Regions from separate parts of the Zea mays genome. Here region 2 is linked to region 1. Evidence: chromatin contacts called from public Hi-C data. All regions are on one chromosome and are shown on one strand. Each heading gives the region's core, a stretch centred on a gene start, on an enhancer-like site or on the middle of the called end of the contact. The rest is flanking DNA. Distances are from core to core; before and after follow the strand shown. Region 1 holds the start of LOC103655060. Region 2 holds the start of LOC100278722.

Region 1 (3,424 bases), core at 348-2,847:
TAAACTATAGTATCTTAAAACTATAATGTTTTAAAACTGCATTTCCAAACAAACAGGCCCTAATTCGTGCAGACTAGCTACTCACTCGAGCACAGTGCCATAGTATAGTATTCCGCCGTATGATTCGCTCCACGGATCACGGAGGCATGGTCCGACACGCGGCGACAGCGTACGCATATAGTAATAATATACAAGTACAAATACGATGTATAATCGTATAGCCGTACATACTATATAGCTACAGTAGCGAAACGCCCTGCATACGAAACTGCTGTGCGTGTGGAACCAAAAAAAAAAATCCAGAGAGGTGACTCGATCGATCGATCGTGGATCAAGATCGACGATCAGTTCCTCCGCTTCTGTGCCCACGGCGAGTGGCGGTCGTTGGCGCCGGAGCCAGGGTAGTCCTCCACCAGCTCCAGCTCCGTCCTCTTCCTCCCGACGGGCGCCGCCTCCGCAGCTACGGCGCCGCCGGCGGCCTCCTGAATGACGTACGAGAACGATGAAGTTGTCACTCCGATCCAGTAGAGTGTATTTAACTATTATTATACAGCTAGATCGATGAATTAGCCACCACCTGATGGTGTTGTGCGCCCGGCGACGACGACGGCGGCGGAGCCGCCACTCGGGTATCCTGCTGCTGCGCCGCCACCTCCAGTCCTGCTCGACGATCAGATTGTTTATAAGGTGCATGCGTGAGAAACTGGCTAATTAAGTAGCTACAGAAATCCTGGGAGCGAGACAACGACGACAACCACACCATACTTACCAGGAGGAAACGAGGCGTCGTCGGCGGCAGCAGCGGCACCTGTCGTCGGCGCGTGGATCATGAGGCAGCAGCACAAGGCCAGGGCGACGGCGACCACCGCCAGGCGTAGCCTCGCCATCTAGCTAGCTAGCCCTAGCTAGCTATAGCTCGCTCTGTCCGATCCGATCCGATCCGATCGATCCTACAGGCTTTCTTGAACAAACAAACAGTGTAGCTGCAGTCGTCCTTGCGCTAGAGCTGCTGCGGGCCACTCAGTCACTATGTTCGAGTACTGACTGCATCGATCGTCCAATATAATGGGGCCGGCCGGGTGGTCCGCTTGCATGGAGCTGGATGGATCCGGCGGCCCTAGCTCGGTCGGCGCGGCTATTTTTATAGCGACTTTGCTGTGGACAAATAAATTGTAGCTTATTTTTTTGCGGGACCTAGCCGTCGACAATGACTGTAGCTGCTATAGTGTCAATTGAGGCTTCTCAAGCAGCATCCACGCACGCACGATCATGATGAGTATCTGTAGCCCATCATCGCTATATATTTTAGCTCGGAAGAAGTGCTTGCTTACCACGCGCGCGGGGCGGGACGAGCTTTTCTATACGATCGACCTAGAAAAAGTATAACAACGAAGCATGGGTTGGTTAATTAGTTGTTTCTTCCTTTCCTTGCGCATTGGCAGGGGATCCGATCGAAAGACGCATGCAGGCGGCCGGTGATCGAGAACGACGACGGTGAGATCTGGGAGAGAAGACTGAATGAGATAAAAAACAAGCTGGAACACATTGGGGACGATCAGGACGAGGTCTCTGTCTCTTTCTTATCCACCAACCCACTACACAGCCCGCGCGTACCGGCTAGCTCTGAAAGAATATCGCACATATATATAGTGGATGCAGCACTCAAACAGCAGATAGGTTGTGCCCCTCCACGTACGGAACCTAATTTATTTACATTAACTTATCTCTCAACAAGTAAATTAAAACAGTACGTCCTTGTATACACACACACACACTGAATTGCAGCAGTAGTTCTGAAAGAGTTGATCGAGGCTTAAACAAGTGCTGCATGTAGTGCAGTGGTGTGCCCACTGATGAATTAATTGCGTCTACAGCTTTTGATGACTCACACAGCCCTCACAGTCACAGGCACTAGCAAGAGCATGCAACATATCTTGTGTGCATACTACTTCGTCTAGCAGCAGCAGCAGCAGCAATGGATTGTTTTAGACTTGGTCCAGACGTGAGAGCGAGACAGTCTCCGACTCTCCGTGTGCTATGAGGTCGTCATTTCTCTGAAAAAACAAGGATGAGTTGACGACAGACCTTGGCCGAGTTGACACACGCGCTTTCTTTGCCGCTCGAGCTGTAACAAGCAGGCAGTCGGCACTCGGCAGACGACGCTCTCATTCTCGTGAGCGAAATAAAAAAAAATGAATGGCAAGGTGATGTCGGCCGGCCAGGACGAGACAAGCATCCAGACGACGTAAAGAGAGTATGCAAATAAGAAATAACACTGCAAGGATCAGGTCAATCTTTACCCTTGCTTCTACACTTTGTTTTCAGGTCTCCAAGTCTTCTTGCGACAAAAATACCACCTCAGTAGTTTGTCAGGTCCGGTCCATAGACCGTAGCCTTATTGCATTGGTCCATCTTAACAAACAAGTACGGGTCTCCCTAAAATTTCTTGACAAATTGTTTCCCAGGGGTACGTCCATGAAATATCCATACACGTATTTCAATTAGGACGATATATGGGAAAGTACATAGGAATGGAAAATTATATACATTCAGAACATCACCAAAGGCCTATATGGGAAAGTTCTCCCATTCAAAATAAAGTCGCTAAAAACAGTTCCAAACATGTTTTCAATTTCCAACACGAGAAAGCCGGCTTTGAGAAAAGATGCTCGTTAGAATAAGGTCTTTGGTTTGGCTTCTGGTTTTTGGAAGGTAGAAGCCATGACCAAAAGTCAAACAGAACACATCCTAATAAGTTAACTATCTCTGTAAATTCTATTTAGGCTTGCAGTTTTTATAAGAGAACCACCATTATACATTCACTAGGTGTGTGCCCGTGCGTTGCAACGGAAACATATAATACCATTGATAACTTATGTAAGCTGGGGATGAGCATCGACGCATATATTTGACCGGATCTTTTTCTTCCTTGGGGATCTGGGAGTATTGCAACGGGAACATATAATACCATTGGTAACTTATTTATCGATTTAGGTTATTGTTTAGTAATGCTATCAAGATTCAACTAAACAATCATAACAAATATCAAAGTCTGCCATTTCGAACAACCAAATTTTGGCCCAATGTCACTGTTAATCAAAATAGGCAAATCCTAAGTTGGTATTACAGGATATGATGATGTACCATGGTCTACATAGAGGATATGATGATGCCTTTTCTAGCAGTTTTTAGGCTCCTTGGTCATCGAGGAGCGAGCAAGCAACGCTTCATTGCCGGCCTGAATTATAGTTTCTGTAAACACGGTGCACTCGACCACGTAAACTCAAAAAATGGGAGGTAGAAGTCTGGAAAGGTGCTAACTGACCAACCTGCTGAAAGGCACAAGTGACCTGTTGAAGACTCCCGCAACAGTAACCTACAAAAGAATGTAGCAGACATTACAACAAGCAACTGGTAATAGTTT
Region 2 (3,424 bases), core at 572-3,071, 440 kb after region 1:
AGATATAACGAACCCATAGGAATGATCTTGCAAGTTGGAGAATGACTTCTCTGTAGTCCAACACAGAACATTTGAGAAAATTCTGCCACTGCTCCTCGATTTCAGGAATAGCCTTGGCGAACTGCAATGCAAAGATATAGTGAAACAGTAGACTCTCACTAAAAATCGATACTTAAAATCGACAAACCTCAGTACTAGATCTATCTGCAGGTAGAGTCTTCATTTTGTCCTTTATGCTTTCAAGCAGCATACGTCCTTTATCACACTTCATTTGTCGTATTTCAAGGAATGGCTTTGGCCGTACTCCACTTGAAGGTGCATAGAACAACCATTTGAATACCTCGCTGCTCTTGTTGAAGCAAATCGTCACGTCTTGCTGTTCTGAATCTTCACAAAATGTCACCGCATGCAGAGAATCGTCACTCTCCAATGCTTCATCACTGAGTTTCTGATCCAATACTGACTGAAGTCGTGGCAGGACTGCCCTTGGGTGCCTGGTGCACATGTGTGACAATAGCAAACCAGTGTACATGAACTTCTTGCAATGACAAAGGGGGCAAATCCAGAACCTCCAAGACTCGTGCTCCTTGACAAAGCTCCGCACATCAGACATAGCGAACGCATGCGACGGATCAACCTTGTTGTACTCATGCTGCAGCACATCGAGCCTGACCTGTAGGAAGCTGTGACGCTGCCTCTCACTGCTCATGGAGTCCCAGTAATCGCTGGCCAGCATCACGATCTTGTTGATCAGCTCGTGGAACTCGCAGGCCACCGAAACCAGCCTGACGCCACGGTTTTCCCCGCTGATTGACCCAACCGGGATGCAGTCGTCTTGCGGGTCATTGGGCTCCACCATTTCCAGCGCGCGGCGGCACTCCGTCTCGGCTGCGTCGTACTCACCCAGGACGAAGAGGAGCTTGGCGTGGAAGGAGGCGAACACGGGCGATTTGGGGTAGTCCCGCGCCACTCGCTCGGTGATGACGAGGGTGCGGCGCAGGAACAGGCGCTTGTCGATGGCCGCGTCGAGGCTGCGCACGAACTCCAGGTCCATGTACGCCGCGAGGTACTGCGCGCGCCCCAGGTCGGGGAACACCTCGGCGATGCCCTTGGCCTGCTTGCGCCCCTCCGCCGCGCCGAGCTGCATGCCGGCTTCGAGCACCCGGTGGATCGCGATCGGAAGGAGCTGCTCCGTCTTCATGCGGCTGTAGGAGGCGCGGGCCCGCGCCCTGACCTCCTCCACCCTCACGCTCATGAAGTCCGGGTCGCGGTCATGCTCGTGGCCCCCGGACATGCACATGCCGTAGGCCGCGTTGTGGAGTGCCGGGTCGGTAGGCTGCGGGGTGTGCTGCGCGCGCTTGTACTCGCACTCGGCCTCCCTGAACATCCAGGAGGCCGCGAAGGCGTCGCCGAGCGCGTCGGCAATGTCGATGCAGTCGGGGGCGAGGCGGCGCGCCGCGGCAAACGCTTCGCGGGCGACGTGGAGGTGCGGCGCTGCCGCGGCCAACCCGGCCTTCCGAGTGCCTTCTTCGAGGCACGCGCGGGCGGCGGCACCGTAGGAGAGGTCGCCCAGGAGGCGGTGCGTGATCGCCATGTCCTGATGCGCGAGCATGAGGTCGCGGGCGCGGGTGAGCGCCTCGTGGGTGTGGCCGTCGTGATCGAGGCGCAGCACCTCCCAGGCCGCGGCGCGGACGGCCTCCGTGTCCGCTTCGGCGTCGGTCATCGCGGTCGGAAGGCGGCGAGGGGTGCTCGTGGTCTCGTGGAAATGCCGCGGTGAGGTGGCCAGGTGGGTTCTCCGGGCGGCGGAGCGGGGGGTTTGTTTGGGGGTTCTTGGGAGGCGGTACGGTGGAGCGGGTTTTATAGTGACGTCGTGGAAGAGGACGGTGGGGCCAGGCGGGCGGTGGCCGCCGCGGTGTGGTGTGCCGTGTGCACAGTTTGCTGCGGACTGCGGTGCCGTGTAGTTGCTGATGAGATTTGGGGGAGGTCGATGTTGAATTGTTGATGTTGATGTTGAGGAAGGGGGTTCGGTTTGGTGTCGAAGTGTGATTTTATTAGATCCTGTTCGGTTATTATCTTCTAAAATTTAAGTCATTTTTAGTTAGATCATCTCCAAGAGGAGATAATTGCATATTTAGGACTTTAAACATTGTGCTTCGCACAAATGCCATTCGAAAGATTTTCTTCGTAAAAAAGAGACTATAAATATATTCTAATTGATTATACTACCATTTAACGTGTATTGTTCCTTTTTATAATTTGTTTCCATGTATTTATCATCTAAAAGTCAAAATTGCCCCTACCTTTCCCTGGGTTCCTACTTTCCTTCGTTCAGCTTGAGCGTACTTTCCTTCGTTCAGCTTGAGCGATCCCGTGCAAGAGAGCGATGTCAAGTTCCAGTAATTCGTTTGGTATTTTCTTTATTGAGCATTTGTTGGTCATTGGATTCGAACAGCTCGACAGCGAACAACTCACCTGCACGCGAACAGCTCGACACGTACAGTAGCATGGGGACTCCCTGCCCGGCGCGGTGGCTGCCCTGCCCGGCGCGGCGCGGTGACGGCCCTGCCCGGCGCGGTGGCGGCCCTGTCCGTCGCGTCCACAGCCGCGGTGGCTGCCCTGCCCGGCGCGTCCACAGCCGTGGCGGCGCGGTGGCGGCCCTGCCCGCGGTAGGCGTGGTTGCCACAGAGGAGCAGTCCGAAGGAGATCTCGCGAGAGAAGAGCCGAGAGAACGCAGAGGAGAGGAACCAGGAGATAGAGACGGACGAAGAAACCCAAAGAGAGGCCAGGGCAATTTTGACTCTTAAATGATAAATACATGAAAATAAATTATAAAAGGAACAATATACATTAAATGGTAGTATAATCAATTAGAATATATTTATAGTCCCTTTTTTACGAAGAAAATCTTTCGAATGGCATTTGTGCGAAGCGCAATGTTTAGAGTCCCAAATATACAATTATCTCCTCCAAGAGTAAGAGACAAACTAGAGGGCGCAGACAACCATTTGAGTCTAAGACTGAAAAATACATACACGATGACTCCAACAATACAACCAATCCAATTAATATCTTGTTCGGTTATTCCCATTACACATGGATTGGATGTAATTGAAAAAAATTAAGAAAGAGTTTAACTTGTTTGGGATTTAAACTCACTCAGGCCTTGTTCGTTTGTGTCGGATTGGTGGGTCAGAACGATTTCTAACCGGATTGCTTCTCTAATTTATATAAACTTTGATTAGCTGGAACGATTCTGGGTGCAATCCGACGTAAACGAACGAGACCTCAATCGTATTCAATCCACATGGATTGAAAGCTAACCGAACAAGCTCTGGGTATCCCGAGAACAGTTGGTTCACGCGTTTACCGTGAGTTCCGCTGCAATCGCCACCATTCCAAAAATATTTATTAATCGGTGTAAAAA

Evidence for each region. Hi-C and Micro-C count contacts between places; a contact is called where the count stands out from the background.
Region 2: a contact with region 1 is called in a Hi-C map of ear, with 2.1 times the contacts expected there. The contact joins the promoter of LOC100278722 here to the promoter of LOC103655060 in region 1. A contact is called at or near these places in 3 of 25 Hi-C or Micro-C datasets (bundle sheath, ear and tassel).

Annotation. Positions count from the first base shown.
Region 1 is chr4:8,017,361-8,020,784 of Zm-B73-REFERENCE-NAM-5.0, forward strand. It overlaps LOC103655060, which reads right to left and starts at 1,598. Exons shown (of 3, transcript XM_020551799.3): 1 at 770-1,598; 2 at 578-660; 3 at 11-482. The coding sequence starts at 887. The coding sequence ends at 345.
Region 2 is chr4:8,459,140-8,462,563 of Zm-B73-REFERENCE-NAM-5.0, forward strand. LOC100278722 reads right to left here and starts at 1,822. Exons shown (of 10, transcript NM_001151906.2): 1 at 188-1,822; 2 at 14-121. The coding sequence starts at 1,723.